2 separate regions of the Mus musculus genome follow, and region 1 is linked to region 2. The links are chromatin contacts, called in public HiChIP or PLAC-seq maps. All regions are on one chromosome and are shown on one strand. The core of a region is the stretch at or near the end of the contact, and the rest is flanking DNA. Distances in the headings are between cores, read along the strand shown. Region 1 holds the start of Hspb8 (heat shock protein 8). Region 2 has its middle 25 kb from the start of Gm36841.

Region 1 (4,424 bases), core at 481-2,980, 42 kb after region 2:
CCCTGGGCCTAGTGCTGCTGGGACCAGGCCTAGGCTCTGCTCTGGCCTTTCTGCTGACTCACTGTATGTCCTGGAACTAGGCCTCCTCAGCTGCAAGAAGGGGAGTAGACAGCCATGGGGTGAAGGGCCAGAGGAAATATATATATACATATATATATATATATATATATATATATATATATATATATATATATATATGTATGTATATATATATATATATTACATATATATTACACACACATATATATTACATATAACACACACACACACACACACACACACACACACATATATATATATATATATATATATATATATATCCTTCCTGGGTTTGAACCCTTTGCTACCTTGAACAAATACAAATTATGCTAATCCTCTATGTTCCTCCGTTTCCTAAAGTACAAAAGGGAGATGTGGACACACAAACCCTGTCCTCTGGTTGTATGGTTGTACTAACACAAGTGCTATGTGATGCTGAAGTCGTGGTTCAGCATATCGCCTGGCAGACAGCTCTTCGCCGAGGATAGGAGCCATACTGCAGACATTACCATCCAACTTTAGTCTCCTTGTCTAGTGATCGCACGGCGAGTCAGTGTGCTAACCCCTCTCCCCATGTCTCCAGAAGTCCTAGGTGCATCCATTTATTCTTTATATTAAATTATCTATTTCAAAATGTCTAGCCTGGCTTCTGCCAGCTCTCGGGTGGGGCACAGGGTCCTGAGGACCCCAGCTACTACGTCATATCCAAACTCATTCTGTTGCCCACTGAGAAACACTTGTCTCTGAAGGTAACATTGTGGGTTGCATTCTTGAGCCCTGAGATCACCTGTGCCATGTGGTCTGTCACAGGTCCCTTCTACTGAAGTTCTTTCTGGGCTGAACCTGTGATGGCGCACATGCGAGCACACAACACACACACACACTCACTCATACACACACACTCACACACACAAGCAGGACCCTGCCCGCCCCGACTCACCTGAAACTTCCACGTATCCATCCTTGGTCTTTACCATCAGCTCTTCCGGCTTGAAGCTGTGCACGTTGACACACACTTTCCAAGGCTCCCCAGGGAAGGGTGGGGGACTCCTGCCCTCAGCGGGCACTCCAAACCTAGCTGTGGCTGGAGGCCCTCGGGGTACCATGCCAGACCTTAGGGTTCCAGGCCAGGCAGAGGAGAGCCGAGGCAAAGCCCACTCTGGCCAAGGGGCTGTCAAGTCGTCTGGAAAAGGGTCCATGCCAAAGCCATCGTCCAGAAGGCGGGAGGAGAGCGGTGAGTCCCGAAAGGGGTCTCGGCGCAGGCGGCTTGGGTAGGAGCACGGGAAAGGCAATTGCCCGTCAGCCATGATGTTGGTCGAACTTAGAGGGGGAAACAGAGGCTCAGAGAGACAGAGCCACCTACCCAAAGGTCACACAGCAAGGTGATGTGGCTTGAGATGGCTTTCAGAATTTAGTTCTCCACTTCAGAAAATGCTGATCTTCCTTCAGCCACGAGCCCAACCATCCGCTGGCTGCCCAGAATTGAGCTGGGGTCCTGGCTTACAAAGGTGACCCCCTCCCTAAGCGGGCCCAGCAGAATCCCAGAGGGCCTCTCTCTCTCGCTTGGCTATCAGTAAGCCACCGGCTGCCTTCCTCCCAGGCTGCCCCGGCTCCCAGCCAAAGCCTGCTGAGGTCTTGAGCACAGCCAGGAGTTTAATAAAGCTCGGGGACTCGCGAGCCTAGAAACTTCTCCTGGCTTCTGGGCTGGGAGCCTTCTATTTATTTGCTGCTGGGGGCTGGGGGCGGGTTTTGCAAGCGCCTCCTGTCACAGGAGTATTCAAAGGTGATGAACCAGTCCCTGAGAATCCGCTGAGAGAACAACTGGGCTCTGGGAGCGGGTGGGGAGCTGGGAGGGGCCGTGGCGTCCGGGTCCAGCCAGCCTCTCAGGCACTCTCTCCTCCTCCTCCTGCTCCGCTCCGCCCCCGCCCTCCCTCTGCCTCCAGCAGCGTCCACTCCATCCACCCGTGCCCCGCAGGGCACTAAAGCCAGACTATTAATAACCCTCCGCCTGGCTGAGGGCTCAGGTCACACTCTGGAAATACCATCTTCAGTGCATGTTCTGTCTTGCCTCCTACTCTAGGGACTCGCAGAAGAGAGACAGCCCCTCATTGGATCAAGAAGTACAAGGAATCCCCACTTACAGTATGGCCCAAGTCTTACAGCCTCAGACTTCTGAGAACGAAATTTTAAAAAACGGCAGTTTAAGTTATGAAAAGAGGGACGTTGTCAGTCAGAGTCTATTGGGATAGGTAGGTCTTGGGGTGAGAAAACAGATCGGGTTCAACTCCCAGCACAGCCTGAGCCACTGAGGATTTACAGCCTGGAGGCAGAATGGGGGCCAATGGATGGGAAATGACCAGGGGGGAATCCAGGGACCAGAGGGAATTCTGGATAAACTGATCTAACTGGAGTCCTCTATATCTACAGACTGGGGTGGCCAGCTCTCGCTTTGAAAACCACTGATCAAGCATGGGAAGAGGTGATCAGGGGGTGATGGAATTATAGGGATTGTGTCTAAACTGACTTGTTCTTGTTAAAACTGGGTGAAGAGAATGCACCCCTGGGCCTCCAAGGAGGAGTCTGCCTGCAGTTTGGTCAAGGGAAGAGTTTCTATCAGAGGCAATATAACTCCAAGGCATGTCTGAGCTGCCTGTTTTCCACCTGTGGAATGGGGCAGGAGAGGAACCTGCTCTGGGACGTGTCGTCAGGAATGCGTGACATCATAGACTTCGGAGAGGAGTCTGTGCTTTTAAGTTTTCAACTTTCAACTTATCGGTTGCATAATGTTTGCTCATAAGTGCTTCATAAACAGGTGGTGGAACCCTCCTCTTCCGCGCACTGAGAGCTACAAGCTCCAGGACTGTATGACTGTCCCATTCGGCAGGAGAGTTAATGGTCATAAGTCATCAGAAAACTTTTTTTTTTTTCATTGACTGCCTTATACATTCTGGAAAGAATTTCAGCACAGAGCTAGCTGCACCTCTAATCCTCCTCCTTCTGTAAAATCATTTGTCGCCATGGGTTCATAAATAAAAACATGACACAGTGGGGTGAAGCTTGAACATCTGCCTAGTCCCAAATGCTATCCATTTCAGCGAACCCCTGTACACAGAACAGCCGTGCCCTGGAACCCCCTTTATGAACCCTGTACATACATAGAACCACTCCACACACACACCAAATCTGTGATGGGATGCAAACTAGGAAAAAAAAATATGTTTCTAATATCTTTCATGACTTATGTGTCCTTTGCCTACATTCTATCCTTCCTCATTACCTAATATGTCCCTCTCGTTATTCTTTTAAATGTTACTATGTTGTCCTACTATGCTATTCCTCACAGAGGAAATCCTAATCTGTAGTGTGCACGCATGTGTGTGTGTGTATAAGTGGGTTTATGTAAGCAGATAAAGAGACTTTTTTATTTCCTTATTCTTTACTCTCAAATAACATCTCAGTAGTCTACCTAGACTGGCCTTGACCTCACTCTCAGCTTAGGCTGGCCTTGAACTTGTAAGTTTCCTGCTTCAGCCTCCTGTGCAGGCTGGACTACAGACCAGCACCATGCTGGGGTTATATCTTTATTTCAAATAATAACAAGTATCTAGATGCACTGGTCTCCAGGTGGGATATTTTGAAAGCCCAGATCCAGGGAGAACCATTTCTAGAAACCTCTGCTCCTCCATCCTGCTAGGAAAATGAATTTAGGAATCTTTTAACCTACAGGTGTCTTGGGTTTGAGGTTCCAATCTTCAACAGCTGGGAGCTTGGGACTTGTCATTTTCCCTTTGAGAGTCTTGGGGTCCCAGCTCTGTTTTCTTTATGGGGTGAGCATGTTGGGGAATTTGAATCCCAGGTTGAGAAGACATTTTGGTAGAAAGCCGTCCTCTTACGAGGTGCTTTACTCAAAATAAGGATACTGAGAAGAATCACTCACAGTGGTGAGCCACTGCAGTAATGGTGGGAAATGTTCACAACCATCTTTGATACCGTCAACCCATTTTTCAGATGAGGAAATAGAGGAGAGCCAGCCCATGCACACAGATGTCCTGTGCCAGAAACTGTGTGGGAGAGCTGATTGGTTTGAATCTTAGATCTGTACTGAGTGAGTTGGCTGAGACCCCTGGCTTTTGCTCCAGTGGAGAGAGGGTCCCCCTGTCCTGACTTGATGTGTCCCCCCAAGTACCTGGGTGGCCTCAGTGCGATGCAGGATGAGCTCATTGCGCCAGAAGACTTAAGCTGACGTCATGGCTGGGCACAGACCGCAGCTGGGAGGGGCTGAGTGAGCCTGCAGCTAATTATGAGGAGAGTCACCCTGTATGATGAACAGGGAGAAATCTGGCCCTGCCTGGGTCCAGGCGGGGGCTGGAGAGAGGCTCTTCAGT
Region 2 (4,533 bases), core at 1,171-3,670:
CTGCCAATGCTTGGATCACAAGCATGGACCTCTCTGCCTGGCTTTTTATGGAGATCAGCTTGGGTCCTCATGTTACGTGGGTAAGCACTGTACCAATGGAGTCACCGCCTCTAAAGGAGTTTCTTGTTATACTATACACCAAGCCTGAGGCAGTAGAGATGAGGGAAACTGCCAAATCCTTTAGGCCAGACGGAAAGACTCTCAAGTAAAGGATGTTGAGACTGACTGAGGTACTGCGTGCAGCTGCTAAGGGGGTGTGCCGCCACTTAATTAGAAGAGGTTTTACTTTTTTCCCCCTTCTTAATTTCACCTCAAATAGTGGTGTACCTTAAAATCAATTGTTTTACATGTGATGAAATGCCATTGAATTCAAGCTAATTAAACAGGCTCTACAATTCCAACTTAATGATCAGTTAACTCTCCTGGTGATAATGATAATGAGCTGTATTTATTTGAATTTCTGTGTTGTACCTGTCTCCCTAAAGATGTCTCCTGAAAGGAGAAAACAGAAGGGGGGAAACAAAACCCTCCCCACTGAGAGCAAAGTATATGTGTATAGGCTGTATGAATGATCAGTAATGCTAACAAAACTGTGAGCACGCATTAACTCAAGAATGCTACTTCTAGGAAAGGAAGTATGGACGAGCATAAACGTTGAGCTCCCAGAACATTCATTTCAGTCTGCTTCATTTATAAGAAGGCAAAGGCGAGAAGCAGCCTAACCATGTAACGTGGGGGGCGGGGGTGGGTGTGGCTGCTCCTACATCAATGATGAAGTGCCCATCTGACAGAATCCAGTAGCAGGCAGACCTTTAAAGGGGAATCCTGAATCTGGGGAGGGGAAAGATGCTCGTGGTACACGATGCACTAGAGGAAGGATGCAAACTTACTTACTGTCATTTTGGCCAGCCAATCATCATGAGGGCAATGCCAGCGGGGCAGCCATAAACAGAATCATAGTTTGCTCTGTTCTCTGAATGGGGGCAGGGGCGTTGGTGTTTATTTTCCTCTAATGTTCTCATTTTGCTGCACTAAAATGTTTTATGGAGTTACAAAAAAAATATGATTAAGGAAAGGAAAGGAAATGGATGCTGTCCCTGCCCACAGACAAATGAGAGAAAGCTGTCGGTTTAGGCTAGTCTGGGGTATTTCTTTGGATGGCCACAGGCTCCTGCTCCAGTAATGACTTCGCTGGAAGAAAAAAAAAATCTAATCATTCTACTAATAAAAGCATTGTGGTGGGAAATAGTTTTAGTTCAATAATCCGAGAAGACAGTAGTGGATGCTCTGGTCTGTTTTCATTTGTGAGGGGAGTAAAGGAAAAGATCTACCAAGTCAGTAAATATTTGCTGCTTGGCTGGATATTTTCGCCTTTTTGTCTCTCTGTCTCTTCGCTCTCGCCGTGAACAGCTTCTCCGTCAGTAGGGTGTGTGTGGTGTAGAATCCAGATGAGGGAAGAGAAAAACTGGAAAAGAATCTGCTAGAGACTGAATGCTCCCGTTCCTCAAAGAACACCCATGCCTTGGGGCTGGAGAGGTGGCTTGGTGGTGATCAGCAGCTGCTGCTCTTTCAGAAGACCTGCGCTCATGTCAGGTGGCTTCTAAAAAAACGCAAGCTCCAGGAGATCCGATGCTGTCTTCTGGCTGTCACAGGAAACCACACACTCGTACTTTGTAAAGATCTGTACCTCATGCTCTCAGCCCCAGTGTGGCTGTGTTTGAAGGTTAGAACAGTTGGAATTGGGCCGTGTCTTACTCAGACTTGGGTGATGGTGTTTCTTGAACTGCCGTTGCTGGTTTGGGGGCTCTAGAAATTTGGGGTGATGGGGCATAGCTGGCAAAAGTGGTTCACTGGAGTGGCCTCTGGAGGAGATACATCCTTCTTTTGGTATTGCCAAAGAGCGAGAATTCACCAGCATACACTTCCTTTGTCTGGAATCCCGGTGACCGGGTGGGTGGTGATTTCCCCCTGGATGGGACCGAAGGTGTTCAACCACACCTCCTGGGCCCCTGGCTCCGGTCACAGTTAAAGGCTCCCACAGCTCCCCACAGTAGAGCTGTGTGGCTCTCAGTCACGTAGGAGCAGCACCAAGTCTTCCCACTTGCAAATAAGGTTTCCCCAAGCCAATGAGAGGTATCTGCTGTCGAACTCTGAATCACTCCCAAAACTGTATATAAATCCTATCCAGGGAATTGAAAGTGCGAGAAAACTACTCTGTCATCCGAGCCTTCTGTTTTAAGAACTGTAACACTTGGGAAGAGGTCTGCTCTCCTGAAACGCCATCTGAAGCTCCGCCGCACTCCTCACTGGCTAGTCAGCCTCTCGTTGGTCCAGCCCGACATGACTCAGTGCAGGGCAGCGCAGAGTAACTGAGTAGCCCGGAAGGCAGGAAGGCACGGCAGAGACAGGAGCCAACTGCAGCAGCAGAAGTGGTGGACGCGACTTCCCCTTCCTGCCCGCACACCCACACTCGCTTCCCTTCGCTGGAACCTAGCCCCAGGCTGGGCCAGAGATCTCTGTGGAAAGTCTCTGGTACAGAGGCTCACAAACAGGCATCCTAGCTGCCATGATGACCATGTGTCTCAAAGAACTGTTCTGAAACCACAAGACAAAACAGCCCTCTCTTGTTTCTTTCAGGTGTTTGGTCACAACAACGTGACCGTAACTACCATCGAGGGAGTCACGGAGCCTAAGTGAGTCATGGAGGTGGGGCCCTGGTTCCATGGTTGATGGCGTCACAAGGGTGGAAGCAGAGAATCCCTCTCATCTCCCCACACTGTCTGAGGACAGCATGTAGGTGACTGTCTTCAGCTGCAGAGAACAGTTCAGAAAACCCAAACTGGCCAGTACCTGGATCTCGATCTTCCAACTTGAGACTGTGAGAAAATAAACGGCTGTGTTTAAGCCACAGGGTCAGGCTTCCTCTGTGGTGAGGGGCTCTCTGCTTCCTGCCTTCTGGATGACAGTGAGAAGCCTCTTGCATGAGTCATCGGATGGGAAGGGAACCAGCTGGAGTCCTTCCAATCTTAGGTCTACCACTGCTTGACTATCTGACCATGGGCTATCTCCTTCACTACCACGAGTCCCGACATCCTCACCTGCCCAGTTGAAATACTGATTGCCTACTTACCATCTTGGGTATAAGAGCTAACTGAGGTAATATTATCTGCCATGACCTAACTATATCGACTTCCACTGAAAAAACCATCAATAGACGAATGGATGAAAAACCAAATGGTCTATGTGCTTAAGGATTGGGGAGATTAATAATGTAAAGATGTGGCTATATTACTGAAAGTGACATGCAGTTAATACAATCCCTATAAAAATTATAACATCATTCTTTACAGAAGCAGAAAATATCTTAAACTTTGGAAACACAACACCTTGGATAGTTCAGTCATAGGCAAGAACGAAACAAAATAAGCAACCAGAGGTACCACTGTACCTAATTTGAAATTATATTATATGGCCACAGGGTAGAAAAGAAACAGCATTGTGCTAGCACAAAACTAGAATCAGAGGTCAGTTAATAAGACAGAAAGTCCAGATATAAACCTGCACAGCTTCGGCTTCCCGACTTTTGAGAAAGATTCTTGTCAAATATTTTCCCAAAAACACACATTGGAGAAAGGAGATTGTTCTATACTGCCACGGACCGGGCCTAGTCAGCTTCCCTCAATCCATGGGAATCAGGGGTTTGGACAGATGGGCATAGAGTCAGCGAGAATTGACAGACGCAGGCACGAGAGTGTGCTGGATCTGAATGTAATTTGTCAAATGGAGCATCAGACCTTTTATAGAGAAGAAAATAGGGAAGTTAAGGTGACACGCCCGCAAGGTACAAAGAGGTTTTACCAGATCCTTACATAAAACAGAGGAATGCAAACATGAAGGACTGGCAGGAACCAGCTGGGATAAAATTCAATGTTAACATCTGGGATCAAAAGCAGCCCCACCTAAGGTCAGCTTAATCTTAGAAGTCAGGGGCGAGGACATCGTGCCCTTGCCTTAGTTCCTATTCTAGTCTATTGTATAGTCCACCTTCTCCCTAGGCCATTGTTAATTCCTGTGTATGGGTGTAACTCAGCTATCTATAGTTCTAAGTATCTACTCTGGTTCCTCCCTAGACCACAACCTTCCTTCTTCCTAGATAATGGTAAATTCCTGCATATGGGAGTAGTTTGCCCTGAGATTTCTAACTCTACGTAGTAGACAATAATGCTTGGTTTCTTTCACTATCTCTCTTACAATACTTGAGGCAATTCTTAATGTCACTGAATAGGCAACATTCCTACTGAATTCAAAGCCCAAGATCGGCTCAAGGACTGCCTAGGACTAATGAGGAATCTAACTTAGCTATATATCAAAAATCAATCCATAGAAGCACTTATAATAAAGCAATATTAAGGGAAAGCACACAGATCCATTTACCAACTAAAGCAAGGACATTGGAGCATTTTTTATACAGGATGCCACGGTTCCAGGAGACTTAAGTTTCCGTGAACTTTTCGACTCGGGACAGCGCCCAGG

The links. HiChIP or PLAC-seq counts read pairs in DNA pulled down with a chosen protein or histone mark.
Region 1: an H3K27ac HiChIP or PLAC-seq map of embryonic stem cells shows a contact between it and region 2, with 17 read pairs. The contact joins the promoter of Hspb8 here to the enhancer-like site in region 2. A contact is called at or near these places in 8 of 39 promoter capture datasets (embryonic stem cells, epiblast stem cells, frontonasal cranial neural crest and 4 more), 1 of 15 datasets of contacts at CTCF or cohesin (the NIH/3T3 cell line), 3 of 484 Hi-C or Micro-C datasets (the N1E-115 cell line, cortical neurons and forebrain), 10 of 115 datasets of contacts at active chromatin or transcription factors (embryonic fibroblasts, embryonic stem cells, fibro-adipogenic progenitors and 3 more) and 3 of 9 other capture datasets (adipose tissue, liver and pancreatic islet).

Annotation. Positions count from the first base shown.
Region 1 is chr5:116,421,134-116,425,557 of GRCm38.p6, forward strand. Hspb8 (heat shock protein 8) reads right to left here and starts at 1,731. Exons shown (of 3, transcript NM_030704.3): 1 at 980-1,731. The coding sequence starts at 1,346. Gm42009 (a long non-coding RNA gene) reads left to right here and starts at 1,860. Exons shown (of 2, transcript XR_878709.3): 1 at 1,860-2,288.
Region 2 is chr5:116,378,936-116,383,468 of GRCm38.p6, forward strand. No RefSeq gene overlaps it. Among named protein-coding and RNA genes, the nearest start is that of Gm36841, 25 kb to the right of the region's middle. Within about 2 kb of position 2,421, at least 54 of the 459 cell types and tissues checked have an H3K27ac peak or open chromatin away from gene starts, as enhancers often do. A contact at or near this core is called in the N1E-115 cell line, embryonic stem cells and trophoblast stem cells, where this site is marked.